5 separate regions of the Mus musculus genome follow, and regions 1, 2, 3 and 5 are each linked to region 4. A link is a contact called in public HiChIP or PLAC-seq and promoter capture Hi-C data. All regions are on one chromosome and are shown on one strand. Each heading gives the region's core, a stretch centred on a gene start, on an enhancer-like site or on the middle of the called end of the contact. The rest is flanking DNA. Distances are from core to core; before and after follow the strand shown. Region 1 holds the start of Gucy1a1 (guanylate cyclase 1, soluble, alpha 1). Region 2 holds the start of Map9 (microtubule-associated protein 9). Region 3 holds the start of Tlr2 (toll-like receptor 2). Region 4 holds the start of Lrat (lecithin-retinol acyltransferase (phosphatidylcholine-retinol-O-acyltransferase)). Region 5 overlaps Map9 (microtubule-associated protein 9).

Evidence for each region. Promoter capture Hi-C pulls out the DNA fragments that hold promoters and counts their contacts. HiChIP or PLAC-seq counts read pairs in DNA pulled down with a chosen protein or histone mark.
Region 1: an H3K4me3 HiChIP or PLAC-seq map of embryonic forebrain shows a contact between it and region 4, with 4 times the contacts expected there. The contact joins the promoter of Gucy1a1 here to the promoter of Lrat in region 4. A contact is called at or near these places in 1 of 39 promoter capture datasets (hematopoietic stem and progenitor cells) and 1 of 115 datasets of contacts at active chromatin or transcription factors (embryonic forebrain).
Region 2: a contact with region 4 is called in a promoter capture Hi-C map of stem cell-derived epiblast-like cells, with 2.8 times the contacts expected there. The contact joins the promoter of Map9 here to the promoter of Lrat in region 4. A contact is called at or near these places in 7 of 39 promoter capture datasets (the HPC-7 cell line, cranial neural crest, embryonic stem cells and 2 more).
Region 3: a contact with region 4 is called in a promoter capture Hi-C map of second pharyngeal arch cranial neural crest. The contact joins the promoter of Tlr2 here to the promoter of Lrat in region 4. A contact is called at or near these places in 3 of 39 promoter capture datasets (cranial neural crest, frontonasal cranial neural crest and second pharyngeal arch cranial neural crest) and 1 of 9 other capture datasets (pancreatic islet).
Region 5: an H3K4me3 HiChIP or PLAC-seq map of forebrain shows a contact between it and region 4, with 5 times the contacts expected there. The contact joins the enhancer-like site here to the promoter of Lrat in region 4. A contact is called at or near these places in 2 of 39 promoter capture datasets (neural stem cells and second pharyngeal arch cranial neural crest), 1 of 115 datasets of contacts at active chromatin or transcription factors (forebrain) and 1 of 9 other capture datasets (adipose tissue).

What each region holds. Positions count from the first base shown.
Region 1 is chr3:82,144,519-82,147,218 of GRCm38.p6, reverse strand. It overlaps Gucy1a1 (guanylate cyclase 1, soluble, alpha 1), which reads left to right and starts at 1,273. Exons shown (of 9, transcript NM_021896.6): 1 at 1,273-1,547. Gm29921 (a long non-coding RNA gene) reads left to right here. Exons shown (of 9, transcript XR_867373.2): 8 at 451-571; 9 at 670-821.
Region 2 is chr3:82,356,699-82,359,398 of GRCm38.p6, reverse strand. Map9 (microtubule-associated protein 9) reads right to left here and starts at 1,327. Exons shown (of 14, transcript NM_001081230.1): 1 at 1,144-1,327; 2 at 275-424. The coding sequence starts at 349.
Region 3 is chr3:83,840,215-83,842,914 of GRCm38.p6, reverse strand. Tlr2 (toll-like receptor 2) reads left to right here and starts at 1,307. Exons shown (of 3, transcript NM_011905.3): 1 at 1,307-1,395; 2 at 1,779-2,026.
Region 4 is chr3:82,902,689-82,905,388 of GRCm38.p6, reverse strand. It overlaps Lrat (lecithin-retinol acyltransferase (phosphatidylcholine-retinol-O-acyltransferase)), which reads left to right and starts at 1,415. Exons shown (of 2, transcript NM_023624.4): 1 at 1,415-2,216. The coding sequence starts at 1,677. The region is part of intron 2 of Rbm46os (RNA binding motif protein 46, opposite strand); the gene reads right to left.
Region 5 is chr3:82,381,271-82,383,970 of GRCm38.p6, reverse strand. Map9 (microtubule-associated protein 9) reads right to left here. Exons shown (of 14, transcript NM_001081230.1): 10 at 1,988-2,077; 11 at 602-763; 12 at 310-455; 13 at 1-126. Among named protein-coding and RNA genes, the nearest start is that of Map9, 25 kb to the right of the region's middle. Within about 2 kb of position 1,405, at least 8 of the 459 cell types and tissues checked have an H3K27ac peak or open chromatin away from gene starts, as enhancers often do. A contact at or near this core is called in forebrain, where this site is marked.

The DNA.
Region 1 (2,700 bases), core at 24-2,523, 760 kb after region 4:
CTATCTCAGAAGGGAAGGACCATGGGAAAGAGGGACATCAGTGTAGAAAGGTAGCTCAGGAGTCCTTACATGAACAGTACAGCAGAGACAGCACCCTGTGCCCTCTGCATCCTCCTGCACTCCACTCACCTTTACCTTCTACCCCATCTTATCTCCTGGCCACCACACCACCACCTTGCCACCTGCCTGTGGCCCTTTGTTCAGTCTCCTCTGCTACCAACAAGCAGTTCCTTCCACATATCCTCTTGCAAAACTGAAGGGCCCTTCAAGATCCCACACTGACACCATTATTTCAGAAACATTTTATCTGTCAGAGGGATGCCCCCCCCCCCACATGAATGTTTCTGTCATGTTTTATTTACTTTAAAACTGATAGGGCTGGCTGCTTTACATTATGAGTCCCTTTGTTTTTGTTTCCTTTTGGGCCTTACGTTCATGGTCTGAGAATAGATTTCACTTTTCCTGCTGAACTAAGAGAAGTTCATGAATTGCTCTGGGAGTAAGAGAAGCTTTGGAAATGACAAGAAAATAACAACAAAACCCAAAACAGAACCAGCAAAGGACCTACGAGGTTTGGTTCCATCTTAAGGCCAAAGTTTCCCTGGTTCCTGTAGCTGTCTTGGCATTTCTGGCTAATTCTGTTTCTGTCTACTCCCATCCATTCTTTAGGACAATTCTTATGGTTGTTTTCACTGGACAAAACGTTTCTCATATGAGTGGGGCCTCCTCAGTGAGACCAGAGTCGATGATGAGTCGAAAGTAGATATGTCAAGATAACTTTTTGTCTTAGACTTCTTGGACTTGGAGGATTAAAAAGACACCAGGAGTAAGTGTGTGTGTGTGTGTGTGTGTGTGTGTGTGCATTTTTGTGTGTACACATATGTGTGTATGAACAATGATTTAAAAATAAAAGAACAGTTATGCACACACACATGCATTAACAGCAAATAGGGCTGAGTGTAGTGAACCAAATAGAGGCAAGACCTTACTCAAAAAAAAAAAAATATTCTTGTGACCACAAAATTACCTTTGAAATGAGTAGAGTAGCCTCAAACCTAAAAGCCAGGCCACCAAAGCCACCCAAGGAGAAAGAAAGTTCCCCACCAGGTTTCAGATTCAGGAAACTACAGTGGTTCTGCACCAGCTTGTACTAGAGAAAATGTTTTTAGTTTTAATGTGCCAACTTTTCAACTTTTCTTAGAGTCTCTTTTTTTCTCTTCCTTGTCCCCTTCCCTGCTATGTGTGTGTGTGTGTGTGTGTGTGTGTGTGTGTGTGTGTGTGTGTGTGTGTGTGTGTGTGTCTGCCTTTGGTGGTTTGGAGGATGGCGACTGGGCGGGAGCAGACTCAGTTCTCTAGCTGAGCCTGGGAGAAGTGGGAGGGACTCAGAGCCGCGGGTTTCTCACACACCGCCTTCTAGGCAGCCCTCCTCCAGTGCCTGCCAGCCGGACCGGACCCCAAGGCGAAGAGCAGCAGTGCACAGCCTGGGGAGCCAGCGGAGCAAAGACACCTTTGGCCCGATGCCCCTGGCCTCCTGTGATCGCATCATGGTGGGTTCGCTCAGCTGTTTGCTTTTCTACTGTTTGGGGACTGGAGAAGGGGACGAGGCACGGTACTGAGACGTGGGAAGAAGTCCTGTGCGGCAGGGAAGAGACAGACTAGAATTCTTTGGGTCATGGCAGGGAAAAACAAAGGCGAGAAGTGACTACAGCACGGTGGGAACCAGCTCTGGGGGTGTTTCGTGGGTCCCTCCGCGCCACTAGCGCAGGTTAACCATGATGTGCTCTGTGTGGCCTTGAGTGCCCTGGGTGAACCCGCTCGGGACCGACAGGTGCGACTCCAGTGTCACCTCTCAGTCCATCACCAGCGCCACCGCCCTTCATCTGTGATCTAGTGCGGCTGTGCTCTGCTGGGTGGCAGCTCCAGGAGGTTGCGGTCCCCAGGTCTGGATATCACTAAGTAAGTGATAGCGGTGCCCTCGCTGGCCGGCCGGGACTCCCTGTGCATACAGCCCTCTACCAAGTCTTGGCTAAATCCTTTCCCACACCCTCCCCTGATCTCGTTCACCCCTGGGAAGCAAGATCACTGTTCCCACGCTGGGGAGAAGCGAGGAAGGGACTCCCGGGAGGGATAGCGGTCAGGGAGCAGCTATGGCTGAGCTCTGTGGTCCCGCAGTGGGAACGTGCGAGGCGTGGGCGACTGTCTCCCACGCAAGGCCGCCAGCCCTGGGCAGCTGGGTGGCATCCTTCACTCGGGAGCAATTCAAGGACGCCAGGACCTAAGAGTCCAGCTTGTGGCCCTCATGCGGGCTTTCCTCCGAGGATGGAGGAGCTGCTCAAAGCCCCAGAGTATACAAACTGCAAAGTTCCAGCCACTGCTGGGACCAGAGCAAAGTGTGCCTGCACAAAGGGTATGTGAGTGTGACTGCTTCTAAGCTGCTTTTCTCTTATTATTGACTGAGATGCATTGGAAGGTAATGGCCAGGCATCACAACATTCTCCCGGGCCTATCTGAGTTGACAGCCTGTCCTGGGTCCACAGTGTTATCTCTAAGTGAGTTTTGTGTGAGGGGCTGCATCCCAGTGTGGTCACATGATTCCAGGGTATGGGTTTCCTGAGCCTTTCTTTTGCTTTCTGGGAGTTATTCCTTCGTTTTGCATTTAAAAAGCACTTTACATTTTCTGAGGTAAATCAAATGGCTGCC
Region 2 (2,700 bases), core at 78-2,577, 550 kb after region 4:
CACAGTCAGACCTTGTGACGCTTACGACAGAAAACCAAAATCTAAAGAGAGCCAAGCTCTGAAGTCGCTCTTTGGCTTGCAACTTAGAAACCAAATATTGAAGACAGGATCCTACAGAGAGGGGTGTTTCAATACTGGAGCCCAAAGTTGACAGATGACCTACAACACACTAACAGTGAAGCAAGAACTCCTCCCACGTCATGCCAGATCTTGTGAGAACCAGCAAGGGCTAGGCAGCAGCATAATCAAAACCAAATGCTTTGCAGCGTTTTACCTGAAAGGAAGTTCTCTTGGTAGCCTTTGGACTCTTGGTGTACGCCAAAGTTGTGCTGAAGATTTCATCGGACATGGTGTGTCCTTTTTCTCTGCTTTTATACAACAGTTAATAAATTACTGAAATAATTCATTCAACCTCTGATGGTGGCTGAAATATACATATAAATATTTTAAAGAATTAGACGTTTTTACATGATCAAGACACTGTTCCTGGGATTAGTGCCCCACAACCCCGCTCCAAAGAGAAATCGCTCTAATCATTGTACAATATATTCACCTAAAAACGTTAAGAGCGTTTTATGTTAAGTACATAAAAATTTCACAACAAATTGGTTTTCACGAAAAGAAAATCCATGAGGAAGTTATTACTGTTCTACATCCACTAGAAGGATGAATGAACTACATAATAACAAAATGTTGCCAAACAATTTCACTTTCCATTATTAAAAACACACAGCATTGCGGACGCCACCACGACTTAGTTCAAGCTGCAACCAAGAGGACTGTCAAGGTTCCCAGCCCCGGAAATGGCTTGCACATAACAGTATTCAAAACGATGCTTAACCACAAGCAGCAGCGACATTTTCCCAAACCATTCGTTTGCTGTTACACACACATCTCCACACTAAGTTGCAGCACATCAGGCTTCCAGCGCGCGACGTCGGAGGCCCATTTGGATCGCCGGCCACCGCCCAGAGCTCCCCGGGCTGGCCAGGCGGCGTCCGCATCCCAGCTCCGCGCGGCTCCCGGCCCAGCACGCGCCAGGGCCCCGCACACCCAGCACGGTCCCCTCCGTTCCTCCACGTACCACGGCCCGCGCCTCCTGCATCCACCCCGCTCCCCGTGCACCCGGGCCCCTGTGACCACCTGAGAACCCAGCGGCTATGCTCTAGCACAGGTGTCGCCCCCGGCCCGGGCCTCGCGGTCTGGGAAACCAGGTATTGGAATAACCTGGAGGCGGGGCAAAAGATGGAGGCAGAAGGCGGTTGCTAGGCAACAGCGTCCCCGGGAGGAAGTGACTTCCAACCGCCTGGTCTCTTGGGTACCCAACACCGCCTTTCCGCCGGCGTCGCTGGGACAACCGCACAGACCAAGGAAGTGACATCACTGGTGGAGGTGTTGGGAGCGCGGTGCCCTATCAGCTTGTGTGCAATGGCTGTTACCTAGGAAACAAGACCGGCCCTCTGCCATCACGCCACAAGGAACCTTGATTGCCCCTGCTCAGAGTCCTTGTTTATAGGCAGGTATTGCGTGACCACGATGCAAAGCTTCCTTTTGCTAGTTAGAACGTGGAATGCGTGAGTCAGTGCAGTGTCAGCGGACTCAACAGAACGACGTAGTAGTGACGTTTGCAATCGTCGGAGTTAAACTGCACGTTTGATTCTTGGAATATGCAAAATAAGATCTCTATGATTTGATAAGAAACTAATAAGACTGTCTCCTTAAAGGATTGCAGTGAATACCGAATACAATATATAGCGAAATATTGGGAAATGTTTAGAATCGCATTCAGTTAATATTACATAGGAGCGTTTCTTGTAAGTAATGCAGTTGGGGGGGGGGGGGCGGAGGAGGAGGAGGCAGAGAGTAGGGGTAGGGGTGTGTGTGCTAAAGTATCCCATAAGCACACACAGCCCAGAGCCTGTTTTACATCTTTGGTGAAAAGTTTACCCTTTCTATATTTAGTAGATAATCTGGTTAAAAAGAAGTCAGCAAATAAAACACAGGGGAGAAGGCTGGAAAAAGTACTGCTGACAGTATCACTATCTTTGCCATTTAATAATTTATTAATACACAAAACACTTAAACTTTTAAAGTTACACAGACTTCATCTATTTTTAACTTGAAAAAGGTATGTCGAAATCAATTCATTAACAAGTGACTAAACTTGTTTCTGTATCTCCACAATGTTTCTTTTAAAAAATAACCCTGACAAATAGATCTTTAAATACACAAAAACAAATATGAAGTTCAGTGAGAAAAAGGTTTCTAAGTAATATTTGCAATAACTCCTTTAAAAAGCCTAGTTTAAGTTTTTCAACTTGTTCTTGGTTGGTAAATTTGTTTTGGCTAATTATGTTGTTTTTAACTATTTTTAAGTGAATATCTGCATAAGGAAAAGATTTTCTATTTTCACCAGTTACTGTTAGCTTTTCTATCCTACATTTTATTAACATCTATGATTCTGATAAAGGCCCTGTACCCACGGCGGGTACCCAAATGGGAAGAACTAATTTTTAGATAATGTGTAAGGGCTCTATTCATTTGGTATTCATTTAACTGATATAACTTTAATGTAGGCATGACTTACAAAAATAAACTTACAACAACATCAATGATAGAGAACACTGAGTTCCCAGCTACCAATAGGGCCGGGTTGCACACAATGGGAATGGGTTTCGGATGGTTGTTTGCCACAAGCAC
Region 3 (2,700 bases), core at 58-2,557, 940 kb before region 4:
AGACCCCCTGGGTTTAAGGGAAAAATTCTGACTTCAAATCTCAGCTGCTATTTCTGATTCACAGGACATTTTCTTGTGAAAATGGGGGTAAGGTTGCTTGCTCTGCATCCAATCTCGCCTTGCCGAGGTCAAATGGGATCACAGGCACCCGAGGCAGGTGATTAACTTGTTTTAAAGTAGGGGGTTTCCCCTTACAACTGGAATATGGAGCCACATCTCCACCATGAAGCAAACCAATCTACGCTGTTTTCAGAATCACTCTGCGATGCAGCTATGGGATAGAGAAAGGGAAGTACTTAGCTTCAAAGCCATAGATAGAAGTGGGGGCCCCGAATCTTCCCCATGCTTAGAAGGGGGGCTGTTCTGGGGGCCAAGGAAAGAGAAACATATCTGTGCCATCCTTATCCATTCATATCCCAAGCACAATGCTGCCATTCAGGTCTGCATGGAGGCTGGTAGACTCTGTTATCAGATGCTGAGCAGAAATGGATCCCAGAGACATAAGGGCAGGGGGACAAAGTGTTGAAAAGGAGGAGAAAGAGAAAATATTCCTGAGCCCAAGTTGCAACCTCTGAGGATGGAGAGATAGCAAAAGAGTTCAAAAGATGTGTTTGAGGGAGAAGTGAGATTCTGAGATTAGAGTAGTTAGAGTTAGGACCTGGGTCTTGGCAGCCCTGGCTGTCTAGCCTATCCTTTTGGGCCTCGATAGGGTATTTAAATGATTATCAGTAGACAGCAGAAAAGTAGCTATTCAGTGTAGCCACATCAGGAAGACAACTAAATAATGAGGGTGTACGACGCCCCCATCCTAAGTTCAGCATCCTGTCACCACAGGTTTAGATTTAGATAATACAGAAAGAATCCATAAGTAGGCAGTTTTGGTCAAGGTGTGCTATCCCCCCGAGTCATTCAGCCATCATTGTCCAGGCCTCCAGTGTTTTCCTCATGGTGAACTGATAAAAACTCCCTGTGACTGGCACAGGGCTGTAATTTTTTAACGTTTCCTAGCTGGAGCATTCCAATAACCAAAGAGAGTGCGTCTCTTCAGAATATCCTCTTCCTTCCAGAATCCTTGCAGCAGCTCAACTCAGCCAAAAGGCGAGCTGGGAGGCAGCTTTCTCTTTAGGACACCTGGGGAATTCCCACACGGAGCCTCTGGACTTTCAGTTCTGTTTTGCCTGCCCTGTGGCTCCTGCCAGCTCTGATGCCAGGCTCCGTTCCCCTTGCAGACCCCTGTGGGCGGCGCTTGCCGCACCGGGGGCGGTGCTGGCGACCGGGAAGTTCGGGGCCCTGACCTGGGGACATCCCCTTCCCTCACTTCCAGGTCTTCAGTCTTCCTAGGCTGGTGCCCAGATGGCTAGTGGGCACGGGGAGCGGCGGCTGGAGGACTCCTAGGTAGGTGGATCGGTCCTGCTGCCGGGTTGCTGCACCCCTCCCCGGACAGGGTCGAATCGACCGGGGCGGCCGCTGTGCTGTGCGGGGACCTGGTTTCCAAAGTGAAGCACCTGCGCCCCCAGCCGGGCGGATCAGCTTTGGGGCCAGATGTTTGTTTCCTGCTGTGATCCCTGCAGGAAGAGGGACACCCAGGGAAGAGGGGGCCACCGGAGAGCTGCAGCCACTGTCCCAGAGCCCGCGGCTGTGTGATCTGCGTCTTTACAGCCTTTCTGGCCCTGGGGTCACAGAAGGGAGTGTCTGTAGTGTCTCTGAACCCTGGGAAGCTAGGGTGAACGGTGACGCTGTCCCAACTTACATCCAGTCCACCCCTCTCTTGTCCCCAGGCTCCGGGCAGGCGGTCACTGGCAGGAGATGTGTCCGCAATCATAGTTTCTGATGGTGAAGGTTGGACGGCAGTCTCTGCGACCTAGAAGTGGAAAAGATGTCGTTCAAGGAGGTGCGGACTGTTTCCTTCTGACCAGGATCTTGTTTCTGAGTGTAGGGGCTTCACTTCTCTGCTTTTCGTTCATCTCTGGAGCATCCGAATTGCATCACCGGTCAGAAAACAACTTACCGAAACCTCAGACAAAGCGTGAGTGGAGTCTTTTAATAAGTATCTTATGACTTCTTCAGTCCTATAAACGAGAACCTTGTGTTTACATCTTAGATGTCAGGAAAAGGCTTTTCTAGTTTCAAAAAGGAGAAATATTATTTCGGGTGTAAAACGCTCAGATTGCCTGGAGGCTTTTGATCTGACAGAAAGTTCTTCAGCAAAGAGCAAATGGTAGGTAAGGTGGCTGGACTCAGACGGAGAGACCCTTTTCCTCCCCAAAAGGGAAATATTATGAGTACTGGAAAATATCTTATTTCACTACACTCGAAGTTTTTTGTTGTTTTTTTGTTTTTTTGTTTGTTTTGTTTTTGTTTTGTTTTGTTTTGTTTTTCTGTTCTAAGCAAAGAACACTTGCACCTTAAACCTTTAATTAGTGAATACAAAAACTGCCAGGCATTGACAGTATGTTTTGGAAGTTTCTAAGCTACCAAGTTTTTGTTTGTTTGTTTGTTCTAAATTTATAAGTTAACATTTAACGGGATAAGTGCCCAATGAAAAATCACCCTCCCATTTAAAGAAGTGAAGCTTAAGGGAGAACACTTAACATAGGGAAACAATTCAGAACGTTCATAATGCAACGATTGGAAGCCTCCACATATTAATTATATTGAATAGAAGGTACTTCACTTAAATGATCAAGTTAGTAGCGTCAG
Region 4 (2,700 bases), core at 166-2,665:
GTTCCATCATGGCAGAGATCTCAGCCGGGCAGTGGTGATGCATGCCTGTAATCCCAGCACTTGGGAGGCAGAGGCAGGTGGATTTCTGAGTTCGAGGCCAGCCTGGTCTACAGAGTGAGTTCCAGGACAGCCAGGACTGCAGAGAAACCCTGTCTCAAAGAGAGAGGAGAGGAGAGAGAGAGAGAGAGGAGAGGGAGAGAGAGGGAGAGAGAGAGAGAGAGAGAGAGAGAGAGAGAGAGAGAGAGAGAGAGAGAGAAAAGAGATAGGAGAGAGAGAGAGAGAGAAAAGAGATAGGGGAGAGAGAGAAGAGATAGGAGAGAGAGAGAGAGAAAAGAGATAGGAGAGAGAGAGAGAGAAAAGAGATAGGGGAGAGAGAGAGAGAAGAGATAGGAGAGAGAGAGAGAGAGAGAGAGAGAGAGAGAGAGAGAGAGAGAGAGAGAGAAGAGATAGGAGAGAGAGAGAGAGAGAGAGAGAGAGAGAGAGAGAGAGAGAGAGAGAGAGAGAGAGAGAGAGAAAAGATAGCCTGGAGCTTAAGCTTTCTTAGTTTTGTGGCGCTTGTGGCCTTTGTCTGGGGGAATTTACTCATTTACATAATGAATTAGCACAGAAATTCAGGCGGGTCTGAGCACCCAAAGCCCAGCCCTGCAGAGCCCCAGCAGCCTCCTTAGGCAGCTCCCCCACCCCCTTCGACTGTGCCTGGGTTCTGCTGCAAGCGTGCACCGCCTTGCAGAACCATAACGTTCTCTTTCCTTAAGTCTCCCTGGACGGCAGGGAGCTCTTTACCAAAAGCTACCAGTCGTTGTGTGAAGCGAAGCTGGGACCTGACATCAAAGAAACTTGGCTTGACTCCTGCTTTGCTGGAGGGCGTTGGGGTTTTTTTGATGACCGTTGGAAGGCGCGCGCTCAACAGGCACTGGAGCCTTGGAGCGTCCAGACTGTTGGGTTCCGATCCTCCGCGCTGGGGCACTGGACGAACAGAGAGCCATTCCACTTCTCCGCGTGCCACCTGAGAGCTCATGGATGCTTGCGTGTTTAAAACGACAAAGATCAGTTTAAGTAGGATCTGCAGGAATTCGCGGAGCCGGCACTTTGGCGAATCAAAGCAAATTCTTTAGTAAGCTGAGGGCCACGGTATTATTATCGGTTAGAGCGGGTCCCATACCGAAATTTTACAGAAGGCGCTTCTCACCGCCAAGAAAGGTGCTCCATTCCTGGCAGGTGCAGGATCTTTCGCGCGGCCACGCCTCTGGCATCTCTCCTACGCTGGCTGTTTAAAGGTCTCCCTAGTGAAGCAGAGCGCTCGAGGAGAAGTCAGGGTGCAGAACGCCCGTGCCCAATCCGTGTTCTCCGGCCTGTGACCGCATTCGGCCCGCCCTCTGCACCTCTATAAGAGCCACAGCGAAGAGCGCACCCAGAGCACCGCCCCCAGGCACACTACCTCTTCAGCTCCTCAAGCGCGGGTGCCACTGTTCCCACAGCCGACCGACACTACTTCCTTTCTTTGACCCCCTGCACTGGGTGGCTGAGCCAAGCACTTTGGCTTCTCCTCTGATCTCTTGCTCTCCTGGCTCTGGGCAGCCGCAGCGGTGCTCCGCAGGTGAGCAGCGCTGCAGCGCGGCGATCCGGAGAGCTCACCTCGTACAGAACAGTTGCAGCCAGTGGTTGGTTGCCTTAGGATGAAGAACCCAATGCTGGAAGCTGCGTCCCTCCTCCTGGAGAAACTGCTCCTTATTTCCAACTTCAAGCTCTTTAGCGTGAGCGTCCCGGGAGGAGGCACAGGGAAGAACCGTCCCTATGAAATCAGCTCTTTCGTCCGGGGCGACGTGTTGGAGGTGTCACGGACCCATTTTATCCACTATGGGATCTACCTGGGGGAAAACCGTGTCGCCCATCTAATGCCTGACATCCTGTTGGCCCTGACCAATGACAAGGAACGCACTCAGAAGGTGGTCTCCAACAAGCGTCTCCTCCTGGGAGTCATTTGCAAGGTGGCTAGCATCCGTGTGGACACAGTAGAGGACTTTGCCTACGGAGCAGACATCCTAGTCAATCACCTAGACGGGACTCTCAAGAAGAAGTCCTTACTCAATGAGGAGGTGGCACGCAGAGCTGAGCAGCAGTTGGGACTGACTCCATACAGCCTACTGTGGAACAACTGCGAACACTTTGTGACTTACTGCAGATATGGCTCTCGGATCAGTCCACAGGCTGAGAAGGTAGGAGGAGACTTGCAGGAGCTGGGGTCGGGATCCGGGAGCTTTTTGGACATCTCCTCCACCATACCATTCTTAGGAGTTGTAGATTAAGTAAGGAAAGCTCTGGTGTTTCTAGGGGAGATCTGGTAAACAAAGGGCAGTTTGCCTCGCAGAAAGGCTATTTCAAAATGTGCAATAAAAGGGTGTGGCCACACAGGCTGCTTCCAGAGATTCCAAAGTGCTGCTTGTTACTGCTGTACTAGTCATCTTGGTCTGCACACACAAGGTAGTTCAAATGATCAGGGGCAAGAGACTGAAGGACTTGGAACTTTTCCCACGAAGGGTAATTGGCAAGAAGGTGTCCAGTTTTCTCTTCTCCTAGATGCACAGAGTGAATTCCCTTTACTTAAATAGGCTCAAAATTCCTGCTAGAAGACATTCCTGGTAGACACCTTTTATTTCTAGTTTGACTCGGAGAGATTTTTTCCTTAGTGTGTAACTTCTT
Region 5 (2,700 bases), core at 156-2,655, 520 kb after region 4:
TTTTCGTATTCACTGATGGCTTGCTTGTCTTTGTCTTTCTTCTCGGCTCTCTTCAGCTCTTCCTTTCTTCTCTCATTTATTTTCTCCTTCTCCTTTTGCTTGAGGAGAGCTTCCTTTCTCTCACTCCTGTGTGGGAGAACATGAAACACTGGGAGGTTAAAGAAGAGTATATGCCGGCGATGGCCTCCTGTAGCTTTGAAAGCCATGAGGTTGAGAGGCCGGAGGAGACCTGTAAGCAGTAACTAATTTCTTAGGGAAGCCTCAAGCATTACCATGAAATACCGAACTGCGCATCGTGGGGGGAGTTACCATTTTTCAAAAGCAGTTAAACTGTCTTTCTTTTTCTCAGCAACCGCTTCCTCTTCTTTCTGTTTCTTTGCTCTTTCATATTCTTTCTCCCTCCTGGTCTTCTCTTTGAGGTATTCTAGCTTTTTCTCTTTCCATTTTTCAAATGCCTAAAAAAGTTCAGAGTGACTCTTTTACTTGCCATGGCTTTTTCTGAGATCAGCCTAAGTACAAAAAATCCTGCATTCAAGCCCAGCACTGAAGGGCACCGAGAGCAGAGTCATGCCCCCCCACCCCCACCCCCGGGGGCACTCACTTGCAGGGCCTCGCCTTTCCTCATGGCATTTTCTTCTTCTGTTTTCTTCTTGTTCTTTTCCTCCAGCCTCTTTTTTGCAGCTATTCTCTTTGCTTCCTTCTCTTTCATTGCCTTCCAGGCCTCAAATGATGCCAGGGCTTCCTCTCTCTTAGCAGCTTTTTTCTATGTTGATTAAAAACACAAAACCAAAAAACAAGAAAAGCATTCAATGATGTGTCTACACAGAGGTCGAAGCCTATACATAAATTCAGAAGTATGTATTTGCCTTTAAATGTCTCAACAGTTACCATACAAGGAAGCGACAAAGCAGTTAACTTAGTGAGAATAATTTGAACAAGCTGATCTACAAAAATCGTTCCTCCAATTATTCCCTGCTTTTTGCAATGTCAAAGCACTTGTCCCGTTGCCCTACTTAGAATTCATGAGAACGAAGCATCTTTTGACCTTGGGAGGATGCTAATAAATGTTTTCCAAATAAACTACGCCAGGCTAACTGGTCCTATAAAATGTTTAGTAACAATATCATGAAAGTTAAGAGATTATAAACTACGGTAAGTTGCCCAAGGCATACTGGGTGTGATGCTTGGCTTGATCCCTGTTTTGGTGCTAGGCAGAACTGTCCTATAACGTGAACATATACCAAATGTTAACTAAGGGAACAGCACTAAAACATGCAGGGGCTGTACCAGAGCTGCTGTGATTCAAACATAATGAATTTACTCTCTAAGCCTCATTAAGGCCTCGAATGCGGTTCAACCTTAGAAGACCTAGATTGCATCACAGAGGTGACCTAATTCAGCAGCAAAAGAGCCCAAGGGCACACTCAGCACTCAGAGGCGCAGCCCCTGGAGGCTGCTGCACAAAGAACTGCCTGGCCCCATGCTGCTCAGTGGAGGAACGCGTCCCTGTGCGCCTATGTTAGTGTGGATCAGTACAGTGAAGCGGGAGAGAAGAGCAGGGGCTCTCAGGTGAGAGGAACAGAGCCGAATCACAGTGGGGGCAGGACAAAAATCTCCGGCGTGAGGGGAATGCGGGTCAGAGGTCATAACAGGAATTGGAAAAACAGAACAGGAAAACTGAAAGGCAGTGTGTAGCATCCAACTTCTTGGCTAAACTCTGATCAAAGTCAATTTCTGTGACTGAATCTGCTGGTCACACAAATCCTAAGTTCACAATCAGCCCTGCTGCTTATAGCTCATGCGCATAAAACTTACAATGTATGTGTTTTAATGTAAAAGTGAGATTGAACCCAAACTAAAAAGATGAAATCAGTTCTTCAATATCTCCATTGTACCACTTAAAAATAGTTCATTCACTAACATTAAATATTCAGAGACATTTTGCCGATGTAAAATTCCATCTTTTATGATTCTGTCTTTGTGATACCTGTTCATTTTGGATCCTCAAGTTTTCGCTTTCAATTCTTTTTATTCTGTGCATTTCATGTAAATACACATTTTTCTTTTCTAACCACTCCTATGAAATTAAAGAAAAAAAAGGTTATATGACACTATAAGGTGTCCAAATGACCTTGAATTTTTATCTTCTTCTAAAATATTTGTTGAAAGAAACCACCACGAAATTAATATGTTTTATCTAAAGTAGTATTCTTTTTCCAATAATACTGTAAAACATGAAGATGAATATTGCTGTTTAAGAAAAATCATATGTTAGCTGGGCAGTGGTGGCGCACACCTTTAATCCCAGCACTTGGGAGGCAGAGGCAGGTGGATTTCTGAGTTCGAGGCCAGCCTGGTCTACAAAGTGAGTTCCAGGACAGCCAGGGCTACACAGAGAAACCCTGTCTCAAAAACAAAACAAAACAAAACAAAAAAACAAAACAAAACAAAAAAACAAAACAAAAAAAGAAAAGGAAAGAAAAATCATATGTTTACCATCTTTCTTTATTGTAAGACTGAAATGATTTCCTATAATGGTTAAGTATATCAATATTTTACACTGAAATCCAAGAGTAAAATTTTCTGTAATAGATTATATTCTGTGTAACAAAACAAAAAGAATTTTTCTTGAAGTTGTGAAAAAATTAGGAAAATTGGTCTGTGAAATTTAACAAAGTCTCAGGAGAGAAAAACTTAAAA